Regions from separate parts of the Capra hircus genome. Here region 1 is linked to region 2. Evidence: chromatin contacts called from public Hi-C data. All regions are on one chromosome and are shown on one strand. Each heading gives the region's core, a stretch centred on a gene start, on an enhancer-like site or on the middle of the called end of the contact. The rest is flanking DNA. Distances are from core to core; before and after follow the strand shown. Region 1 holds the start of AHCYL1 (adenosylhomocysteinase 2). Region 2 has its middle 17 kb from the start of EPS8L3.

Region 1 (6,388 bases), core at 2,431-4,930, 170 kb before region 2:
AACATTTTTTTCCCTTTTTTCTATAGTTTGGGCTCCTCATTTATACTGTATGTGTCCTGTATTGTAAGTCATTTCAAACGCTCATTAAAGACAGAGAGTGTAAGTACACTAATATATTTCTTTTTAAAAATCATTTTTGCTTACTCCCAACATATACCTATCTGCACATGTTCTAAAAACAAAGCACTGATTTGGCAGATAAGGAAACTGAGGCACAGAAGCTCATTTGCTCAAGTTGGGACCCATTTACCTGGCTTTCTGATACTCAGATCAAGCTTTGAATAGGACCGTGGAGTCATATTATCTACATAGTACTGTGGTAGCTCTCACGGCATACAAAAATGAGTAACTTGTGATTAGTTTTAGAATCTTGCTATTTATGCACTTAATGGAAGGACACCCAAACTTCCCCAAAGTGAATAAAACTTCACAAGTTACACAGGAATCTGATCTGACTGAGGACCATCAGGGTCACCCTGAAGTAACCTATAGCCTCTGGCTGGCACCAGAAATGTCCTCATTTCCCAAGGGGCCTCAGGCTTAGAATGATCCAAGGATTAGCTGGTCGAGAGCCATGCTGAATTCTCACAGGCAAAGGACAGCACTATTTGAAGAGGCCTTTTCTCACACCATTCAATGCATGCCAAGATAAAATTTTTTCTCTTACTTTGCTCACGCTTTCTCACATTATCAACACATGGCAGAAGCACAAAAGTGACCTAAGTCATAATGTCCAGTTCAGCTAAAGTGATGAAAAAACAGTTAGGACTTGCTATGTGACCTTGACTAGTCCTCAACGAACCCATTAACTAAATAAAGGCCTTTTTAATCATCACTAGGGGAAGGGTAATTAGTCATCATAAAGCACTTTAATAGAAAGTGCTGTGCAAACACTAAACAACAAAGCTCAGAAAGAGCAAGATTAATAAGAAACACAGGGGTACATTTACCAGCAAATGGAGACTTACAACAGGGTCTTCCCACATTCCTGGCAGAGACCACTCCTTTGAGCTAATGGAATATGAATCTCTAAAATCATTAGTACTTGGCCTGACAGTGATACACATTAGCACCATTCCTCCTTGGAAAAAAAAGGGGGGAAAGAGTTATTTATTCCTGGTAGGCAGCCATACAGACATCTCAATTACCAGTTAGCCAGCCAGATGGGCAATTACTATTTGAATACCTACTATATGCTAGGTACAGAGCTGGGGCACAATGGATACAATGGTGAACACACGTTTCCGCCTTTATGGAATTTACAGTCTACAATACAAACTTTTGTTTTATTACTAGTGGCACCTGCAGGAATAAAACCTTACTAAAATAAAGGCAAGTAAGAATAAAGAGGCCTAATTCCTGAAGCCACTAGGCCGACAAAAGGCTATGCGGAGAGGAAGATTTCGGGGAATGAGGGTACCAGGGTGTTCCCATTCTTCTCCCTAACTCATCACAAGTACTATCCTTACACAGTCTGCTTATGTACACTTTGTCTCCACCTAGTGCAGATTACAATGGAGAAGGCAGTGGCACCCCACTCCAGTACTCTTGCCTGGAAAATCCCATGGACAGAGGAGCCTGGTGGGCTGCAGTCCATGAGGTCGCTAAGAGTCAGACACGACTGAGCGACTTCACTTTCACTTTTCACTTTCATGCATTGGAGAAGGAAATGGCAACCCACTCCAGTGTTCTTGCCTGGAGAATCCCAGGGACGGGGGAGCCTGGTGGGCTGCCGTCTATGGGGTCGCACAGAGTCGGACACAACTGCAGTGACTTAGCACCAGTGCAGATTACAAAGGGTTACTGCTCCAACAAAGCAGTCAGCTGAACTGAGAGCACTAAAAATAAGATTAATCAGACTTCTTAGAATCAAGGGATCTTCTGCAAGGTTTTATAAGGCATTCTGTTGGGTAAGATCTAAATTTTGTGGGAAGACAGAGCTAAAGCACACAATGGTGACCTCTCTTTTCAATCCTGTATTAGATTTCTGGAGTGGCAGGTTAATTTCCTTAAAAGAAAAAACAAACAAAAAAATCATCTCTCCCACAGCCTGAAGGACTGTCACTATCTACAAATCTTGCTTTGTGCAGCTTACGCCAGCAGTGCATCCCATCAAACACTGCAGGTGGGGACAGCCTTGAAACTCTGTCTTTATATAGGAGGGAAATATTTACCCAGGTTCTTACTGGTTTCAGAAAGGTCACCTCTCTGCTAAGGTTCTCTTGTTCTCCGTTAACTGGTGCCAGTGATGTAGAAAATCAAAATGTGGTTGGCAGCAAACACTCAGAAAGCACCAAGGATCCCAATTCCACCACTCAGAGAGCTGGTTAGATTAATACTTCCAAAGGCTGCCATTTAATCCTCCAAAATAAAAGAATTAGAAGGATGTTCTTTGAGCTCAACCCACAGCATAATAGACTAAACCTGTTCTGCCTCAGTAAGTGCAGTAAAGAATGAGCAATCGCTCCTCACCACCCACCCCTCCAACCCACCCAAGCTCCTTTCTCAAGGGATGCCGAAGTGATCTATTCACACGACTCTACAATCAACCTGTATCCATGACAGTGTCTGCTGTCACCAACCTCCAAATGTTAATTTCTTACATGTGTCGAAGCAACCAGACGACCACAGAAAATGAAAATTAGTCTTCAATTTCATGCTGCCCTCATGCTTTTCACCTGCATAAAAGAGCTAGCTAGCTCCACGCATTTTTTTTTTTTCCCCATCTTGCCTCCAAGATCACACGCAGTTGTTGGATAAGCTGGCCACTGCTCCCAAAGAAGCACTATCAGATTCACCCGCTCACCTGAGGGGAGAGTTCCTGTACACCCTCATCCCCTGGGGCTGGTCACTGGGGTCAGCAGACTTCGCTCACCTCTCTCCCACTCCCGTCTCTGAGGCCCTTCACCGAGGATAAGTCAGCCGCAAATTTAAGGCCTGGCCCTGCCGGGTTTCGAAAAGATCCCAGAGGACTTGGGCCGAGGGACAAAGGAAAGTGAGGTCAGGGTCGGCCTTTCCAGCTTGGGATAGGCCTGGGGCCGCTCACTCTCCACCCTTCACACCACCTCCGTAGTCCTGGGTCCCTGAAACCTCGCCCCTTAAGTCCCAAACTAGCTGGAGCCCGGGGCCCGGGATGGCTCGCGCCCCTTCCTCGAGGCCCCCAGCCGGACCCCCGCCGCCACCCAGAGCCCCCGCACCTTCTTGGGCGCCTTGGTGACGGTGGCCATGAAGGAGTATTTCTCGGCGTCCTCAATCTCCTTGGCCTGCTTCAGCTCCTCCCCGACACCGGGCAGCGGCATCGCGTCAGGCATCGACATCCCCCGGCCGGCCGGGCCCGTGGCTGACCCGCCGCCCCCGCCTCCTTCCCTCACGGGCGCTCGCCCGCCTGCCCGCGCGGCGCCCTCCGACACGCGCTCGCCCACCCTCCCGCCGGGCCCCGCGCCAAGCCGCGTCGGGTGCTGAGGTGCTGTGGCCCGCGCCTCCTCTGCTCCGCGGTCCAGGACAGCCGGACAGCGACAGCGGCGACAGGAGCACCAGAAGCAGCAACGCGGAGCTCTGACCGGCCCGCGCCGCCACCTCCGCCGCACGCAAACACGGACGCAAAGTAAGGGTAGAGGGCGGTGACGCCACGTCGAGTACTGGCAGCTCCCAGCGGGCGGGGGAAAGGCGGGGAGAACGGCGCTCTGTCATGACGTCACCACGTTGGACTGGGCCGCTGAAGCCACCTTTTCTTCCTCGTTCGCGGGTGAAGGGAAGCTCCAGGGGTGAGCCGCACCCTTGTATGCCGCCAGGTGGCGCCATTACCTTGCGAGCAGCCCGCAGTTCCCGCAAGGTTGCCGCGGTGCTGTAGGGCCTTTGGACTGCGGGATGCCAGGGGAGGCCTCAGAAGGGTGTAGGGATGCTTGGGAACGAGTACCAAAGCCTTACACAACACAGCCTACAGCCAGTCCTAGGAAGCTTCCGGTGCCCTAGGTAGCCCACTAGCTCACTGCCCCATGGTCAGGCTCTTTGAACCAGAATCTCCTTCCCAAGAGGCAGCGTTTGCCTCTTTGACACCGTAAGAGTGGGCAGAACAGAACCAGAGCAGTGTGGTTTCTGCGCAACACTTTGTGACCTCCTCCACCACCGTCTCCGCTGGGCCTTGCTTGTTTACAAGTTCTTCATGTCGCGGAGCTGATGGGATAGGGCTAAAGATGGTTAAGAGGGTGGGAGAGGAAAAGGGGTGGGGGAGGGGAAGAGAAGTCGACGTGCCCCTCCATCCCCCCACCCCCAAGCGTTTGGCTCTGCCAGCTTCCAGGGAGGCACTAGGGCATTCATGAACTATTCACATGCTTTTACTGGGCCTGGCTATGTGCCACCCCTGTGCCAAGGCCCTGGATAGTACAGATGTGTGTAACACGTTTTTTGTTTCTAAAGGCTTAGTCCAGCTGGTGAGGCAGTGTCAGCTGAGGTTGCTTGTCCTTTGACATTCAAATGACATTGGCTCAAACTTCCACGTCCTGTGGAAAGTCCAATGCTCCCCCCTCCCCGATTTCTGTGAATTACTCGGGGGACAGAAATTTTCAAGGTTACCTCTGGCTCTAGTTTTCTGCCTCGTCTGAAGTTTTAGTCACTATTCTGATCTTTGTGGCTGTTTCTTTAGTTCCTGCTTGTCAATTCAAATGTGGATAACAGTCCCTTCTCCTTTCAACTCCCACCCCTATTCCAAAACAACCACAAAAATAATGCTGTAACATGTAGCAGAACTTTTAATGAAGTTTTGTGGGCCACAAGGGAGAGGTTACATCACATCACAAACAATTTGAAGTCACATTTCTGAAATGTTCTGAAAAGTTATTTTGGCCATCTCGTCACCCGGGACTTCTCATTAGCCCCACCACCCCACAAAGCTCCCTAGTCCATTGCCTGTCTCATCCCGCTTCCTCCTGTTCCTCCCTTCCCATCCCTCCGCCTCACCCTTCCCTCTATGATTGACTGGGAAGCCAGATCCCTCTCCACTCTGCTGAGTGTTCAAGACTTCCCAGGGCCCTTTTCCTAAATTCCTCCCATCCCACCTTCTTCCTCCCACCTCAGAGACCCAGCAGCTCAATTCTGAAGAAAGAAGTTGTGGCTTGAAGTAACGTTTTCCCCACTGGTTTACAAAATGTTGGGAAGAGTGTGAAATACTTGCTTCTGGGGCCTCAGAAGTCTTAGTCAGAGAATCCCATGTTCCAGCCGCCCAGCCCCTTGAGGCTGCCTGTTTGAAATAGGATGTGGAAGTGTCTGGAAGGATGCACTTCTGCAAGGTTGCCTGTTTGAAATAGGTTGTGGAAGTGTCTGGAAGGATGCACTTCTGCAAGGTTGCCTGTTTGAAATAGGATGTGGAAGTGTCTGGAAGGAGGCACTTCTGCGAATCTTCATTTTAGGGTTCTCTCCTCTGCCCCCTCTTTTTAAATAAAAAAAAATTAAATTCAAATGTAGTTGATTTACAATGTTCTGTTAGTTTCAGATGGTATAAATACATTTTTTTCTTTCCAGCTGCACCATCCCGCCTGTAGGATCTTAGTTCCCTGAGTAGGAATCAAACTCAAGCCCCCTACAGTGAAAGCACAGAGTCTTAACCACTGGACCACCAGGGAAATCTCGCCTATGCCCACTCTTTCAGGCCCCTCGACTTCCCTCTCAGAAGTATTCGTGTAGCAGAAGGGACAAAGAGATTGGGGAGCAGAATACGAGATTCATCCACAAGGGTGCCAGACTGGCACTTTTCTTCTTATTTCTCAGCTGGGGCCAGGAGCTATGCCTGCCCACCCAGGACTCTTTGGCTATATGGCCTGAAGTAGCTTTCATCGTGTGAGTTTGCCCAAACTGTTGGCAGCGTCCAGGGATCAGAGCTGTCTCCTTAGAGAACAGAGACAGAGCCAGCTAGAACAGAGGTGAAAACTCCATATCCCATGAATAGGAAAGCATGTGACTTAGGTTAGCTTATTCGAAAAAAAAAAAGAAAAAAGCATAGGTGTCTTTTGGATTTGATTTTTTAAAACTCCTGTTGTCTGAGAGCTTTGTCTGTCAGCCTCAGCTCTGCCATGCATGTTAATGTTCAGGCTGCTAGAGAGCTGGCTGGGGACTGGAGTTCAGCCTCTCTTTTATTCCGCCTGAACCAAAGTAACAGGTTTTCTCTGATACTAGACTCACAGAATTGCCTGCTGCTGCTGTGGACAATGGTGACAACAGGGCCAGACCTAGAGAAAGCAGTAACTTTGCAGTCTGAGCCACAGGAAGATCAACAGACGTGACTTCACTTACCCGAGTGCCCGGCCCAAAGGGAGGCTGGGGAGGCTGGCCGAGGCGAGTCAGAGTGCTTGCACTGAAGGTGGGGACCCAGCACGCCTTGCCCGGGTGGAAAGGC
Region 2 (6,052 bases), core at 496-2,995:
ACCTCCAGCTGGGGGCCCCTTGTCTCCTTCAGGTTCTCAGCCTTTGCTGAAACCCTGAAGGACCCACCTTCTCCCCCCACAGCAGCTATGTCCTAGGCCTACTCTTTGAACCCAGCCTGCTAAGTTGACTATAGAGTTGGACAGCCCAGACCCAGATCTAGTGCAGATTCAGGTATCAGACTGGAGAACTGAAAGAGATTTCAAGACCCACCCATGTTCTGGGTGAGAACAACCAGCGTACAGTCAGACTCCTTCTCCCAGCCCTTCTCAGGTGGGCAGAGCCTGGCTGGGAGAAGAAAGGTCTCAGCCCTCTGCTGAGCCTACACACCAGGATCACCTAGTCCTCATAGGGGCAGGGCATCCTGCCAGGCCCCGTTCACAGATGCAGAACCAACCCACAAAGTCAGCTCCAGTGAGGCAGGCCCTCTCCTCATCTCTCTGGTTCTGGCTCTGGTGCCCTGTTCTCCACCCCCATATTCTGAGTGTCACTGTTACCTGAAAACTGGATTCACCTCTTGGTAGGTGTCAAACCAAAGGATACAACCTAGCCAAAGACTTGGAGAAGGAAGGATTTATTACTTGTAGCAACCAAGGAGAAGGGGGTGACAGAGGATAGGATAGTTGGATGGCATCTCTGACTCAATAGACATGAATTTGAACAAACTCCAGGAGATAGTGAAGGACAGGGAAGCCTGGCATGCTGCAGTCCATGGATGTAGGGTCAGACACAACTTAGCAACTGCACACAACAACAACAACACCGGAGATCTTTCCCAAAGCAGTGTCTTCCTGAACAGCAAGTTGGGGAAGCCTTTTAAGCTAAGGGTACATGTATGTTGTTGAAGGGTCTTGAGAAAAGAACAATCCAGTGTAGAATTAGGGCAAAGATGGACAGAGTCCAAGCTTTAGTTGATTGAAGTCAGGAGAGTCAGCATCCTCACTCTGCTCTCCATGTGCGTGGGGGCCTTAGTTTCTGCAGAACTCGAAGACGGGCATCAGATAGTGATGTATATCCTTGAGGAAGATCCAGGACTCTGTTTTATGGCTGAACTATTATTTCTTGATTGCTTTCCCTTTGTTCTTGCATTTCCTCACTTCCCTTAAGATCATTAATTCCTGAGACCTGTTCAAGGGCAAGCATTGTGGTCAGACTTAGATCAACCAAAATGGCTTAGGACAAAAATGGCTTCTCTTATGTCAAGAAAGCCATGCCTGATTCTCTTTCTCCAGGGCCCCCTACCCTACCTGCTTACATTTTCACTGGCTGTTGACAGGCATGAAAGGGAAACAAGCTGAATGCCTACTGACTTGCACTGTACATCGGAGTAGCATTCAAATTTGTCGTCATGGTAGATCTGTATATTTACTCAGTGAATAATCTTCTGCAGGCCAACATAAACCACGTTGAACAAAGGATGGCGCTTTCTCACTGTCTCCCTAGATACTCCATTTGGGTCCAGGCCTCATTGGCTGAGGGCGCTCACGAGATAAGAAGGGTTAAGGAGAGCAGAGCCAGGCACTATCTATAAGCTAGCTACCTCTTGGCCCTGTTTTCAGAGGAAGCTCAGGCTCCACAGGATGAGTCACATGCCTCAGGCGCTTTTCCAGGGCAGAACTCGGGTAGACCTGCCCCTGGCCCTGCCCTGGCTCTGTCCCCTCCCAACCTCGGGTCAGCTCGCCAGGCAGAGAACAGGGCCCAGCCTTGTGCCCTGGAAGAGAAGGGACATCTCTCCTTCTCCAGCCCTGGAGGGAGGTGATGGGATGCTGGGTTCTGCAGGACCACCACTACCCTCCGGGGTGCCCACCACAGTGCTGGGAATCTGGGGCTTCAGGGTGTCAACTCAGGTTCTCCTTGGCTGCCTCCTCTTCCGCCTCCTGCTGCTCCCGCTACCATGGCCAACCCCATTAATCACCTTCACTCTCGCCAATCCCCAGGAATGTGGCTAAAAGTCAGCCCTGGGTTAAACAAACAAACCAACCTGGAGGCTTCTAAGTCAGCTGTGAGGCTCTACCAGGCTTCTCCTTCCCTGCTCTGCCTGCCACCCCTGCCCACCCCCAGCCCCTGCTCCCACTGGGATCTCAGAGCCTCCTCCCACACACCCCAGGACCAGGAGGGAACAGCACAACCCCAGTGAAACCACCTTTAGGCTGAGCAGGGAGGGGCTGCCCAGAAGCCTGAAACCCACCTCCCCCTGGCCAGGGCCTCCCCTCACCATCTGCTTCACCCCGCACAATCTCTGCCCCTTACTCCTTCATATTTGGTGCCTAGCAACCCCGCTTCCCAATCTCAGGCCCTGCAAACCAGCTCTTATCCTGCCTGGGTCCCTACACCACACCTCAAAGGAATGGAACATGTCCCTGGGAAGGTTCCCCCAAGGATGTGGAGAAGCCAGAGAGGTTGGGGGCAGCTGGGAGCCTCTTCCTGTCCACCTTCCTGCTTTCCACATCCCCTCCTCTATCCCCAGGACTCAGCACCAGTAACGTCCCACTGAGCCTGGCCTGGGAGCAGGCTCAGGGACTTTCTGCTAAGGGAAGAGGGACCCACACCCCTAAGTGCCTGTAAACAAAGAGGAAAATATGCAAACACTCAGCCCACTCACACGAACACAAGAATTCACAGCTGGACCAAGGGATGCGCACAGGTGCAGACCACACTGCTGATCAAATGAACTGCACTGACGGGGCCAGAGCTGCGGCTGCAGCTCCCACGCTAGGGCCCCCGGCCCTGTGGTGCCTCAAGCCACTTAAAATATTCAGAAAGCCAACAGACAGCCTACATTTAGCCACAGTGAGGCTTCTGGGATTAACAGTGAGGCTTCTGGGACTCTGGCTTTGCTTTTAGCCAGAGTCACATCAACTCAATGCAGACCATTTCATGCTGATAAACATTCTGAGGGTCCATGTACCAGAATTAGATTGAGAAAACGGAGAAAGAAGTCACAAATTAGCAATCATTATTTAACAAATGTTTTCCAAACATGGAGTATATAGCAGATAATAAAATGGATCTTATATGCTTATTTCCTTAATATACAAAGAGCTCCTACAAATCAATGAGAAAATGATGCATAGACCTCCCTTGAAATGGTCAAACATCAATAACATGGGATTCACAAAAAGAGAAGAAAGAAATCAAAATAGTCAACAAATATAGGAAAATATTCTCAAACCCACTCTAAAAGGTACTTAATTTTTAATGAGATATTATTTTTCACCTATCAAATCAATAAAGATTTAAAGGCGGATAATACTCATATTGGTGAAGATGCAAGAAAATGGGCTTTCTCATACACTACTGATGGTGCTGTAGGTTGTTACAGCATTTTTGGAAGTCAATTTGGTAACAAATATTCAGATTTTAATCAGCAGTCAATTAATCTACAAATATAGCTGTTCATCTCAGCACTATCTGAATAGTAAAAACTGGAAGCATCTTAAATGTCCAGCAAAAAAAGGAACTGGTTACTTGAGTCCTTACAATGACTTTGCAGCCAGTACAAAGAATGGGTGGATATACAGACATTGACATAAAAAGGATGCCCAAAATATGACATTAAATGAGAAAAAAGCTAGTCATAAAATAATATAGTTATGATTCAACTGTGTTAAAAAAAAAATACAGTGATGTGTATCTATGTATGCTTGCTTATAAGGAACATGCCTTAGGGATAAACAAGAAATTGTTAAGAGTGGTTCCCTGGGGAATAGGATGGGAGCAGGAGCAGGGGTGGACAGAATGCTCTTAATTTTTATATGCCTTCCCTTCATCTTATAGTATTTATCAAAATTTTTATAACTTTTGATGATTTTTATTGAGTATAATTGACATATGACAGTTTCAGGTGTACAACATCATGATTTAATATATGTATGTAAATTGATTTTTGAGGAATGGCTACCCACTCCAGTATTCTTGCCGAGAGAATTCCCCGGACAGAGGAGCCTGGCGGGCTACAGTCCGTGGGGTCACAAAGAATCAGACACAACTGAGTGACTTTCTCTTTCACTTGGCAAGGAAAAGGTGCGAGCTCCCAGTTTAGAAGCTCTGGGTGATTTCTAAGAAGGGGCTTTCAGAGGATGTGAGGATGGCTGTCCCAAGGTCCAGAGCAGAGGCTTGGAGGGGAGCCCCGTAGGAGCAGGCCTGTCTCTCATCTGGAAGAAGATGTCAGTGGAGGGAGCCCTGCTCTCCCAGCACCTCCCCCACTCAGGCAGGGGGCAAGCCTCGGAGGGGCAGGCTGACTTGCCCTGGTCCAGCCCCCTCTCCTCTCCCTCCACCCCAGGGCTCCTCCTTCTCTTTCTGACCCAGGCCTGGACAAAATCTGCAACCCACAAGAATACAATTAAAACAACACCTTTTTTAAAAGGAAAAGCAAAAGTGATAAGACCATCAGATAGATAGCTGTTTGAGAGCAGTGTTTGACCGGAAGGTCTCACAGCCTGGCCAGGGATGCTAAGACCAAGGGTGGGGTCCTCTGGAGGAGGAAGACCTTTCTGGTCTTTGTGATATTCCTGCAACCCACTCACCCCCGTCTTAACTCCAGTCCCATGGGGCAGAGCAGGGTCACATGGTTCTGACTGGTAGGTCAGCTCCTAAGTTTCTTATCAGGGCTGTCACTTTCCTTCCCTGGCCATCAGTCTCTTCATCCATAAAGTGGGCATCATGGCACCCTGAGCGCTGATGTGAGGATTAGAAGCATAAATAAATACTAGAGCAGGAGGAGTGCCACATAAAAAGCGTGCGGTTAACTACCTTTATGTGGCAGTAACTTTGCAATAATGATTATTAATTGCATTGCCACTGTAATCATTTCACAATATATACCTATATCAATCCATTGTGCTGTACATCTTAAATTTATACAGTGTTACATGTCAATTACATCTCAGTAAAGCTGGGGGTGGGAGCATATATAACTGTTCATCAGTGTTCTCTTATCACAACCTCACCTCTGTGTCTTTGCTCTGCTGGTTCCCCTGTTCTGGATGCCCTTCCTTTTTCTCCATCTGGCAAAATCTTACTATTTTAAGGCCTACCTCCGGTATCACCTCCTTTGAAGCCACCCGCCAATGCAGGAGGCGCAGGAGATGCGAGTGTGACCCCTGGGTTGGGAAAATCCCCTGGAGAAGAAAATGGCAACCCACTCCAGTATTTCTTGCCTGGAAAATTCCATTGGCAGAGGAGCCTGGCAGGCTATAGTCCAGGGCAATAGTCGGACACAACAGCGATCGAGCATACACACCAGTATCACCTCCTTTGTCAAAACTTCTGCAGCGCTAGATGAGCAGAAGCATCCTCTCCTCCTCAAGACTTCTGGGCACTTTACTCCTAGCCCCTCAGCCCTTACCAGCTAGGTCGTGGGAGTCACTGACCCTGTGCACCGGGGACTCTGGGCCAGGATGCTGCCCTTTCGTGTCCTGTCTAACATAGAAGCCACTGGGCAAATCTTTGTCAGATGCCCACAGGATGACTTCTGCTTGTCTCCTGACAAACTTCCCCCCTCCTTTTAGGGGGAGGGGACTGAGCAGGGGATGGGCCTTCCTTTTCCCTAGCTGCTTTCCTGGATTTGGGTTGATTTCAAAGAACTTGGGGTGCCCTCATTGGGGGTCCAATTCAGATACTCTTGAGGTTGGGGCTCCCTCATTACGGTGAGGAGCTGGGGATACCAAAAGCAAGGGGCACAGCTGGAGAGCTGGACTCAGCTGGGACGTGTGCCCTAGAAGGGTGGATACCCAACGCAGGGCTGTCCTATTAGGTCACCCAAACTCGGTGGCTTCAGCGGCCACGCACGGGCCTTTTGAGGGAAGGAGCCGGCTTGCCCTGACCCCCACCACAATACACACACACACACACAAACACACACAGCTGTGCACAGCTGGATTGTTCCCTCTGAACCCTCTGAACCTGGTGTTCCTCCCCACTCCCAGAAGAGCCACCCCACCCCAGACCTCAGGAAACATCGTGGGTCTGTCCTGCCCTCTGCTGGCCTTGGAGAAAATAGCCCTGAGGAAAGTGCAGGGCGCTGCCTGGCCACTCTGCTAGGCATTACTCCTG

What was found. Hi-C and Micro-C count contacts between places; a contact is called where the count stands out from the background.
Region 1: a contact with region 2 is called in a Hi-C map of blood, with 5 times the contacts expected there. The contact joins the promoter of AHCYL1 here to the enhancer-like site in region 2. A contact is called at or near these places in 3 of 5 Hi-C or Micro-C datasets (blood and liver).

Annotation. Positions count from the first base shown.
Region 1 is chr3:87,125,822-87,132,209 of ARS1.2, reverse strand. It overlaps AHCYL1 (adenosylhomocysteinase 2), which reads right to left and starts at 3,680. Exons shown (of 17, transcript XM_018045883.1): 1 at 3,198-3,680. The coding sequence starts at 3,317.
Region 2 is chr3:86,954,909-86,960,960 of ARS1.2, reverse strand. No RefSeq gene overlaps it. Among named protein-coding and RNA genes, the nearest start is that of EPS8L3, 17 kb to the right of the region's middle. Within about 2 kb of position 1,745, at least 3 of the 5 cell types and tissues checked have an H3K27ac peak or open chromatin away from gene starts, as enhancers often do.